Linked DNA regions of Mus musculus: region 1 is linked to region 2. Evidence: chromatin contacts called from public Hi-C data. All regions are on one chromosome and are shown on one strand. Each heading gives the region's core, a stretch centred on a gene start, on an enhancer-like site or on the middle of the called end of the contact. The rest is flanking DNA. Distances are from core to core; before and after follow the strand shown.

What was found. Hi-C and Micro-C count contacts between places; a contact is called where the count stands out from the background.
Region 1: a Hi-C map of uterus shows a contact between it and region 2, with 4 times the contacts expected there. The contact joins two enhancer-like sites. A contact is called at or near these places in 2 of 484 Hi-C or Micro-C datasets (both in uterus) and 2 of 9 other capture datasets (embryonic tail and embryonic trunk).

The regions. Positions count from the first base shown.
Region 1 is chr6:6,431,239-6,436,916 of GRCm38.p6, reverse strand. No RefSeq gene overlaps it. Among named protein-coding and RNA genes, the nearest start is that of Gm52888, 44 kb to the right of the region's middle. Within about 2 kb of position 3,551, at least 7 of the 459 cell types and tissues checked have an H3K27ac peak or open chromatin away from gene starts, as enhancers often do. A contact at or near this core is called in uterus, where this site is marked.
Region 2 is chr6:6,015,557-6,021,131 of GRCm38.p6, reverse strand. All of the region lies in intron 16 of Dync1i1 (dynein cytoplasmic 1 intermediate chain 1), which reads right to left. Among named protein-coding and RNA genes, the nearest start is that of 1700019G24Rik, 41 kb to the right of the region's middle. Within about 2 kb of position 4,026, at least 4 of the 459 cell types and tissues checked have an H3K27ac peak or open chromatin away from gene starts, as enhancers often do. A contact at or near this core is called in uterus, where this site is marked.

The sequences.
Region 1 (5,678 bases), core at 2,302-4,801, 420 kb before region 2:
AGGCTCACACCCCAATGACCCACTCTCTCCCACTAGCCCACACCTCTCAAAAGTTCCACAATCTCCCAAATATTTCTATCCACTTGGAACCAAGAGTATAAACATTTGAGCCTATTGGGGGCCATTTGCTAGCTGAACTGTAACAGGCAGATCCTTAGCTCTGCCCCATCTGAAGCTAATGGCATGTAAATATACCTCAGGATATGCAGGCCACCACAAAGCTTTCTTCTTTTACCCACAGAAAGTGAGCCCATGTATACTTGTCACCTCCCCGTCTGTAGCACATCTTTAATGTTTCACGTTCTATTCCCTTCAGATAAGATGGGGATGCTTAGATATTTAAATGGTTCCAAAGCTACTGTTAAGTGAAATACTGAATGGGAAACAGATGTTCAAGAACTAAGGCAAGAAAACACTGGGAGAAGCAGCAGGAAGAAGAAGCCTTTAAAGGGTGCTGGGAGTCTGCTATTTTGTGATGGGAAATGGGTATCAAAAAAGGATGACCATGCTTCTATTTTATGGTTGCTCCAAGTCTTTCCTGTATACTACAAGAAAAGCAATTTAAGAGAGACAGGATTTACGTTAGCTCAAGCTTTAAGGTACGGTCTATCATGGTGGGCAGTGACAACAGTGGGAGCTTGAATCACATTCAAGTAGGGTCCCACCCATCACATTCCAAATCAGGGCCAGAAAGGGCTGGGTGCTACTTGCTGTTGCCCAGTTCCATTCTCCACTGACGTAGTTCAGGACCCCCTGCCTTGGGAATGGACCTGGCCACAATGAGGACGACATGTCCCATATCAACCCACTACAGTTAATATGTCTCAAAAGTTAGAATGTGCAAACCTCTAAAGCAGAACTTCTATTTCCAGGAGGTGATTCTAAGAAAATAACCAGACACATTTTTGTATACACAACAGGTAAAGACATTCAGCACAAATTGTCTATACTAATGAAGTATCCAAAACAACCCTGATTTCAATTCATGGATTCATTCTTTTTGTGGAATCCTATTGTAATAGGGAAGGGGTTTGTGAAGACTCGCCACTGCTCAGCTTCAGTTCCATTTGAACTAACTGACTACAAACAGTTATATGACTCTGTCTAAAGGTCCCTGTCTATCTTTCCCTTCCTAGGGGAAAAAAATCCAGATGAAAGTCAGCTCTAGAAATATTTACCATAAGTGACCATTAAAAGTGATCTGGGAAAAAAATGTCTAAAGCCCATTATTTTGGAAAAAAGATATTTTTGGAAAATTCATTTATTTGGACATAAGAAAATCAGTCTGGGGAAGCATGCATATGTATATATGAATTGCAAAATCTAGAAGGATTTATTTACTAAAAATCTAGTAGTACGTGTGTTTGAGTGATGGGATTATGGGTACCTAAGGCTGTTTGACTCGAGTTTAGATATAATGTGTAGCTCCATAAAACCTGGTATAACACATCAGAATTTACATGGGGAATAAACTGTTCTGACTCACTTAAACCTCTCCAAAACTGACAGATTTTATCATCTCCCTTAACAGATAAGGATCTAAGCCAGAGTTTAAGCCAATATTAGTCAATGAATAGTATCATGAAGGTCTACAAACTACAAATAACATGTCTTTTTAAAAATCTGTGCAATGAAGCAGTTTGTTTTTGTTTTTGTGTTTGTTTTTTCAATCTTAGTAAAATCTTTTCATCTCAGCAGACCAGGGTTCCTGGAGTCTTGCCATGTGAATCATAGCACAGGTCTGGGGTTACTCAAGAGACGCATTTTTAAAACAATACTCTGTGGTCTTCGGAAGAAGTTCTGAGTCTGCCTGCTGAGTATTTATGTTGGTTTTCCTTTACAGTCACTGCCTTCCTTGTTGACTCCCTCCTTTGATTTATTTCATTCTTTGTAGACAATTCCTCAAGAAGCAACTAGGTCAAAGTCTCCACCCCCATAAGTTTGCCGCTGGTGCTGGGCTCTGTGCCTGTCTCTCCTCCATCCTCCTTCCTAGACACTGATCTGCCTGGACCACAAGTTCATGTAAGAAGCCTTGTTTCATTAAACTCATCTCAGGCAGAACTTTAGATAGTTTTGCATTTCCCTGATGCTGCTCACACACTAGTGACTTTGCTTCATTATATTCTATGCTGATCTTCCCATCTGAGCGACATCTATCACTTACCAACCAAGCTTCTGACCAGCAAAGCCTGTTCTCTGCTCTCTGCTTCTCTGATGGCTCAGTGTGGCAGCCATAGTGCATCATCTGCTCAGACCCCTTCGGGTACCACTGTCAAGTAACAAAGAAGCCAAGGCTCCCTCGAGAGAGACTGAAGGATGCAGAGGCTTGGTGTTGGCCCATCCTGTGGGATACAAGACTCAAAAAAAATGCAGCTTCTCGTTTTCAGCTTGGTTCTTGTGGCTGCCAAAGCATATGGCCACAAACAGGGTGGGTTGAAACAATGGGCGAATATGCTCACAACTCTGAGACCAAGAGTGTGAACTTGAAATTCATGGCTTCATCCCAAGTCTCTGAGGGAAAAGTGTATGTTTTTTGTCTAGTTTGCTGGTGCCTGCCAGCAGTCTTTGTTGATCCTTAATTTATATTTGTATAATTGTCTTCATATGTTCCTTCTGCCTGTGTGTGTGTGTGTATGTGTGTGCTTGTGTGCTCCCTAGTACAAAGATAGATGTCATTTGATTTAGAACCCATGTAGATGATCCAAAATTATTTGATCCTAAGACCTTAGATTGAATATGCAGAGACTTTTTTTCCAAATAATGATACAGTCACAGGTCTCGGGTATATGGGGCAGAGCAGAGGTAAAAGCATTCAATCCGCTCTGCTCAGGAACTTCAGGAAAATGTGGCCAAAACTTTCCCAGGGATATGCTGTGATCAGAGACCTTCCTGGCTTCACCTGTGGCAGGTCTGAGTGCTTCCAAAGGTCCTACCTGTCCATTCGTACTATTTTTAATCTTTGTATTCCCTTAATAAATGTCTGTAAGTCTGTGTTCATCTTGGTGACTGTTCTCTTGGAGAGGGCAGGGAAGGGTGACTGGGACATACAAAATCTAATATACATTTAATTTGCTTTGTGGTTGTTTCGTCTGGTTTTTGAGACAAGGTTTCTCTGCGTAGCCCTGGCTGTCCTAGAACTCCCTCTGTAGACCAGGCTGGTCTCAAACTCAGACCTCTTCCTGCCTCTGTTTCCTGAGTGCTGGGATTAAAGAATCACTGTTACTTAATGAACACCAATGCTTGTCTTTATTCTTTCCCTCTCACTTCAGTACAGGAAGAAACTTGCTTTCCTATGTTTGTTGCTTAAGTTTTTGTCAACTTGATGCATGTTTTTTTTTGGGGGGGTGGTTAAGGAAACAGGAATTGAAAAACTGCCCCTATCTGATCGGCCTGTTGGCAGGTCTGTGGTATATTTTCTTGACTATGACTGGCTTGAGAAGGCCCCGCCACTGTGAGTGGTGCCAACTCTCGGGCAGGCAATCTGGGGTTACATAGGAGAGCAAAGTGAGCAAGCTAGTAAAAGCTCGTTCTTACTTCATTTTCACCAGTGTGTGCTGCAACATCATAGTTAATACATTACCATAAACATGAATTGACAGCCCACGAATGTGTCCATCTGAAGAGGGCAAAGACTAAAATCCATTCTTTATGACTGGAATCATAAACCATTTTTGCAGCCACAGTCGTAAATGCAGTTCAGAAAATATTAGAGCACTTCAGTTAGTAATTGCATTTGCCATTATCAAGTGCTTGGTAATACAGTACTTAGCTATTCTAAAGTCACTCAGGTATGCTAAAGAATTACACATGAATCTGGGCGAATTGCTGTATTTAGCTTTCCTCAATTATAGAGCTATGTATTGTTTGCAGGTATTTTTAACATCAAGTCCCTGAGATATGAGCATCTTACTTCGGGTTTTTTTTTTAAATTAATACTTTTGATTGACAAATTATAATTGCATACATTTATGGGATACAATGTCATGTTTTGATATATGTAAACAATGTAGTATGATTAAATCAAGGTAATTAACATATCGATCATCTCACCTATCATTTTTCTATAGTGAGAATTTTTAATTTGCTCTCCCTTTTGAAATATATAATTTATAGTTATTGTCTATAGTGGCCCTGCTCTGAAATCTTTCAAAACCCATTTCTCTGGCGCTTCTGGAATTTTCTTGCCTTGATCAGTAACTTGCCATTTCCTCCCTCCCGGACACTTCCAATTTGGTCTCTTCAAATGTATGAAAGTCCACAAGGAAGTAAGACTGTGCAATATTTAGGCATTGTACCTGCCTGTGTCACTTGGCATAATGTCATTGGCTTCAAATTTCCTGCTTTTTAAAGGCTGACTATTATTCCACTGTGTGTAAGACACGATGCATGTTACATTTTTTAAAAAATCATTGACAAATATTTTAGGGGATTTCATACCTTTGCTATTGTGAATAATTTTGCAATGAATGTGAGGATGGATATTGTATTGACTTCAGGTGTGTGTGCAAGTGTGTGTGTGTGTGTATGTGTGTGTGTGTGTGTGTGTGTGTGTGTTAGCTAGAAGGGCAATTCTAAGCCATTTGAAGGTCCCTTCTGGGAAGCCTCCTTACTGTTTTCTATAATTCCCGTAGTAATTTACAACTGCACGGAAGATGAATAAGTTCATTTCCTCTGTACCCTCCCTAGCACTTTCCACCACTCCTTTCCTTAAATATGAAAGCCACCCTTATGGTTATAAAGGTGAGATCTCATTATTGCAATCTCCCTTTCTCTAATGACAGGCAGAGTTTTTTTTAAACATTCACCCTCTATTTTATTTATTTATTTATTTACTTACTTACTTATTTATTTACTTATTTACTTATTTATTTATTTGGTTTTTGGTTTTTCAAGATAGGGTTTCTCTGTGTAGCCTTGGCTGTCCTGGAACTCACTTTGTAGACCAGGCTGACCTCGAACTCAAAAATCAACCTGACTCTGCCTCCCAAGTTCTGGGATTAAAGGAGTGTGCCACTATGCCCAGCCAAATGTTCACCCTCTATTAGATGTGTGGTCTGTTGGTATTTTCTTATATCTGTTGTCATCTCTTCACTTGACAGAACCCTTAGTTGCCCGCAGCTTTTTAGTGTGATATGGTGCAGCTCATCCAGTCCTGCTTCTCTCTTGCCTGTGTTTTCATTTTCTTTTGTTATTCTTTCAGGATCTCACTATATAGTTCAGGCTGACCTAGAATTCATGATCACCTTGCCGTTGTCTCTCAAGTGCCACCTGGTAAGTATGCACCCGCATATCCCAGCTCCACACCCATGTTGGAGAGACCACTCTTTCAGCATTATATTATTGTGCCTTTGTCAAAAACCCAATTGACTGTGAAGGCATGGATTTATTTCTCAGCATTCTACTGTACGTTACTGGTAAATGTGTCAGCTCTTAGGACAATGCCATGTTCTTTTGATCCTTATCACTTTATGATGTGAAACCAGGAAGTATGCTACCTCCATTTTTTTCTGTTTACATAGAGAGTTTTCAACATTGAGGGCATTTTATGGCTAACAGGAACTAAAGAGGTGGAATTTGCATTTATATTAAAAATATCATTGGTAAGCTAATTTTGGTGGTGTATAACTGTAGTCCCCATACTCTGGAGGTAGAAGCAGGTGGTCTGGGAGTTCAATGTC
Region 2 (5,575 bases), core at 2,777-5,276:
TTCATCAGTGTCTTTGTAATCTTTCAATTAAGTGGAGTCATTTAAAAAAAGTCTGTGGGGCTATAACATGAACCGCCGATAGTGAACAGACACGAGAACGATGTCATATTCAATATTAACACCAGCAGGAAAGTTTTCTGCTAAAAAGATATTGTACAAATGACCTTTTTATTTTAATGCACACTGTTTCTAGTGCCTTACAGAATGAGGGAAGCTTGTGTACATTCCCTCAGAATGACAGTTTAACTCCTCTAGACTCAAAAGGTTAAAACCAAACAAACCCACCCACAGATATTAATGGCACCCAAATCCAGGAGAGCAGAAACCCACTGGCATGCACACATGCATCTGTGTTCAGAGAAAGCCTGTTGTTTTGTTGTTGTTGTTGTTTGTTTGTTTTTTGTTTTGTCTTGTTTTTTTGTTTTGTTTTGTTTTTTGTTTTTTTGCTTTTTGACACACAGATGGGAGCAAAGTGGGATGTAGCAGGTTCTGAAACAGCCACGTTAGATCAGCCGGGCAGACCCGCTTCACATAAACGCAGCTTCACTGTGTTTAATTCTCAGAAAGGCAAGGTCTAGGTCCCTGTTAGCAACGGAGGAAACCACGGACCAGAATCCTGTGCCAGGACGCAGCTACACAGGCGAAGACACACTACAGCCTTCCACCACGAGGTAGACTGTGGCGGGACGACTTAGCCTTAGAAGAAGCTTCCGAGAAGTCAGGAAAGCCGGACGCATGCACATCTGCTCTGTAGCCTGCTATTACCAGCCAGTCAATAGGTTAAAATTACTAGGGAGGTCACCTGCTTTCTAACCTGGACCTGTTTGCCAAAGCCCTTTTTCCTCTATCTTTAAACGGGTGATGTTTCTCAAACCAACGTTATTTTTTTTTCCCACCTAATAAGGTAAGAAACGAAAATCAGACATAAAAGACAAAGTAAATAGTAACAGATACGGGTCTGGCAGTGGCAGTAAGCCAGTAACTATGGAAGGAAATAAGCAATTTAAACACTTGTCTTGAGAAATTAACAGTTACAATTATTCTTCATGCTAAAATTTATCCTGTAAGCAAGGGTACCAAAATCCAGAGGTGTTTTCCTGCAGAGAAAACCAAAACCAAACAACAGCTGAGAAAGAAAGACCTCATTCGGCAAGCCCTAGAGATGCCCTTGCTTGTGCACATATTGAAATCATATCAGCTGCCTGTCTCCTGAAATTGTTGGATGTTATTATTTTGTCTACTACTGGGAACAATCCATTTCTCAGCCCGAAAGATGCAGAAAGTGCTGGAAACAATGGCTGATGGACAATGATGGAGAATAAACTTCCTAAACTCCAATCACCTCCCTTTCCATAGTACAAAAGACACACAGAGAGAGGCAGGGCAAAAAGAAAGGGTTCCTAGACAAGCCTCTCCCCACATTAGCTGACTAACCATGCTGCTGCCTCTTCCCGCATGTTATTGACTATAGGTTTTCCAGTAAATTCCTAGCAACCACGGAATCTAAGCAGTTTTGACAAAAAGAAAGCTTATCGCTAAACACCTTAAAAACATTTACCAAGGTAATAAAAGAAATGTCATTTCCTCCTACGGAATGTTTGGGCATAAAAGAAGTATTTTTATAATGCAGTTCATGATTTATCATATCTATAGTGTCCCAAAAAAAAAAAAAAAAAAACCACAATGAAAAGGAAGCATTTTTCTAGCGGTTGACAAGTGTTTGAGTCAACTACTAGGTTTTCACTGCATTGGCCGCCAAGGCAATCTCTCTCTTCTAAAAGCGAGGGAGGGAGGAAGACCAGGTAATGACTGGAAGGACAAACAGTCTTTTCTAAAACTCCTTTTCTGTGCACATACAGTCACACTTCCTGTGGCTACCAGACTGTACTCGGTTTGGAGGCTGCATTCTGAACGCATTGTACAATTAAGCTTTTGCTTAACTCTCCCGTCACACTTCACGCCGGGACTCATTCATTCCTGTTATATGACAGACACTGTGTTGGGCACGCTGTGCCTGCCTTAACAGAGGAGGACGTTATCTCTGGGTGTGTTTCTACAGATTCGGTTCTCCAAAGGTTATACTACTTTGCTGTTATATTTGCTAGACAAGTCGACTCTTTATGATACTAGATACTAGAAGGTGTTCAATTACTATTCAAGAGAGCTTAGTGCCAAGGTCAATAAGAATAAAAGATTTAATCTAAATACTGGGAAATGACTACCTTGTCACCAGAAGACAGCCTAGGAGTGGGCTCCCGATCTGTTTGGCCTGCCTACTAGGAAAAGGGACAAGGTTTTTTCTACAATACCAGAAGACTGGCTATTACTTAAATGATACATAATTAATTTATTTCAAGTAAAAAAAATCCAAGGTAAAAGATGTTATGATAGCTGATATTCTAGGAAATACACGTTTAATTCTTTCTTGACAAGGGGATAATGGGTCATTTATTCTTCCTCATTTTCAAGTCCAACCTATGTGATATATATGCATTTATATATAAACACAGAAGCAGATATTTGATTTCATATTTTATTTTAGATATGCCAACACACATGGACACACACACACACCAAAAAACCAAACCAAACCAAAAAGTCTCAGGTTTTTTGCAGACCAAAGAGTCTCTCTTCCTGGCAGGGCAGACCTTTATACTGGGCTTTGCAGGATGTGATTTGACTTAACTGCTCTCATTGACACTTTTTTGAGACAAAATTTAACAGTTTTGGTGTCAGCGATGACACACGCCTTTAATCCCAGCATAGGGAAACAGAGGCAGGTGGATTTCTGTGAGTTTGCAGCCAGTCTGGTCTACAGAGCAAGATCCAGGACAGATGAGCTAAACAAGAAAACTTTACCTCAAGACGCCAAAAACAAATCAAAACAAAACAAAACACAAAACCAACCAACCAAAAAACAATCAACACAAAGCTTTACAATTATAAAACTCATACAATTTGTCAGTCATAAAACGTTTAACGTTTAACGTCTAATGACAATTGCTTCAGCATTCAAACAACCACCAAAGACAACTGAGAAATGGCAGACAGATCCTGAAGACGGAGAATGTCAAGCTGCCATCGGTTTCAGGAGGTATATATTCATAGGCCGTTGAAAAGCACTAGACACATTTTACCATGGTTTACATAAACTTAACATTAGGGCTTTCCACTTAGTCAACCACTCACAAAATATGAAAGTTGTAAGTACTTTGTATCAATTTTGGAAAAAAAATGCACTTGAAAAGATTTTAATACTGTAAACCCATTTTCATAAACCAAATGCTACCTCAATAAGCACACAATTTATATAGTAATTAATCTAATTATGATCACGGTCTTTTACACATATACTTATCAAATGGAAGCGGCTGCTACCATACTTACTATAAAATAAGTAATTTTATTGGAATTCATAGTGCCTTTTCCTTTCTTTTAAAAATTATGCACTTTGCACAGGAGAAATCAAGTTAACACTAAAATTATAATTATACATTATTTTACTCCAATCATTTTAAATGCATGTAACTTACTATGACTGAAAAGTGAGTTAATATACTAATTCAGATTGGCTGTTTTCCTACAATGATGTTTATTACTATCACCATTTCCCATACAAATATGATTTTGTGTACTTTGAGTTCAATGCCTGGCTCTCACCCTAAGAATGTGTGAGAAATCTAAAAAGCACAACCACAAATCCAGTGTTTGCGTTATCAAATGCATAGACACCATAGACAGAGCTTTGGGTTTAGATTGTCAGCTTTTATCTGGGCGCTTGGTACCATGGAAGAAACAGTCCCTGTCTTCAACTCTCTCACTGAGAAGGGGAAACCCAAAGAATTGTACAGCATCAGCTGGAGAATCTAAAATTGTTTCTCCATCAAAGAAAGCAGTCCTTGCCATGGCCCGTCGAGACTCTAGCAAGTTGCAGGCACACTTTCTTAATGAGAAACACCAGCGCCTTGGATGGTCACAACCAGATGTTGCTAAGTGACACTAGCCCGGCCCTGCTCCTGGAAACTGCTAAAGCTGAGCTGTCACCTATGTTCTTGAGCTGAGGGCGAGAGCAACCGCACGGCTACCTTCCTACACAGTTTGGTCGCGAGGGAACTCTTGTTTGACTTAATACCCAGGCTTCAGTTTAACTTTCTACTTGTCATTCTGTCTACCCAATTCCCAAGGAGAGCAGTTATTCATACAAAGACCCAGGCTGCTTTTGAGAATAATGTATACCCTGTCCTGCTGGAAACTGTGAAGAGCAAACAATTACTGCTTCGTATAATCCACTGGAGGAAAAAATCTATAAATATGCTTTGTTGATTTTGTGCCACTCAGGCCCCCTCCGACTTCTAGCATTCCCAGATTTTTCTCTACTGAATGCTATTTAGGACAAACTGGAGGAGAAATGACTCCTGGAAATTTCTGTTTATTCCTATTCTTGCTGGCTGCGCAAAAGTTGAAAAACAATATTTTTGTTTTGTTTTGTTTCTGTCTAAGCTCTTAGCCACTGAGTTATATCCCACGCCCTAGAGGTATTTTTTTTAATAGTTCTTACAAGTAACATCTTGGTCACTGTTTTAAAGTTTATAGCATGGGTCATTTTTCTTTTTGGATTCTGATTAAACTTTTGAATCTACTTTTTTACTTCCATTTTAAAAATCTTCAAACAGATACTTAATTTAAAATCACATTTTATTTTTATTTTTTATTTTTTAGCTATAACATTTGTTGTAACATGTTCACCTGTGTTTTCCATCCCAAGAACTATTCAATGCATTTATATGTTGACAAATGTACTGCATTCATTGAATTGTAGTGATATAACTGCTGTCATTCTGGCTCGTGAGTGGTAATACCAAATGAGTTATTTGTGTTCCCAAAGTTAAGAGTTTCAATTTAAAGACATATGCATATTTCTACTTACTAATTGCTCAGTGGGTCAGACAAACACAGTCAGTGTGTTAATATTTACCGTCCTCATAAGTCACGGTTTCTAGGTAATAATTTTATTTTGCAAATCCTCCTTTAAGCTGAAAACGGTTTTGAAATTTTGTCACGTGTACAGTGTAAAAAAATGTAATCAGGGATCTGAAAGCTGCAGGTATTTATCAGAACTGCAAACGAAATCTCCCCTGGAAGAGGTTAATGGAAAAAGAAATAATAGGAGGTGGAAGATAATCTGCTTCTTTGAGAAGCAGAGCTTCGCACAGCGTCCTGACTAATTCAGATAAGCAACCAACGTAGTCGTTAGGGGATATTTATGACAGCCGCGTCCGTGTGACTGCAGTGAAGCTTTAACAATGACAACGGGCTTTCCATAAAACACATCTCCAAGAAAGACAGGTAGATAGGCTGACTATCAATCACGAGGACTCGGCAATACCTCTAGACACAAGGCGCATGCGCAGTGAGAAACCCGTTGTGTATACATGCAGAAACAGCTTGCTTGTCAGAAAAGGAACACGGTAGCTAAGTAATTTCTAGTTTTAAGTCTTTGAGGTATGTGCATTCACACATCACTTGAAGCAAACAAACAACAAACACACAAACACCAGCAGTTCTCAACAGAGTT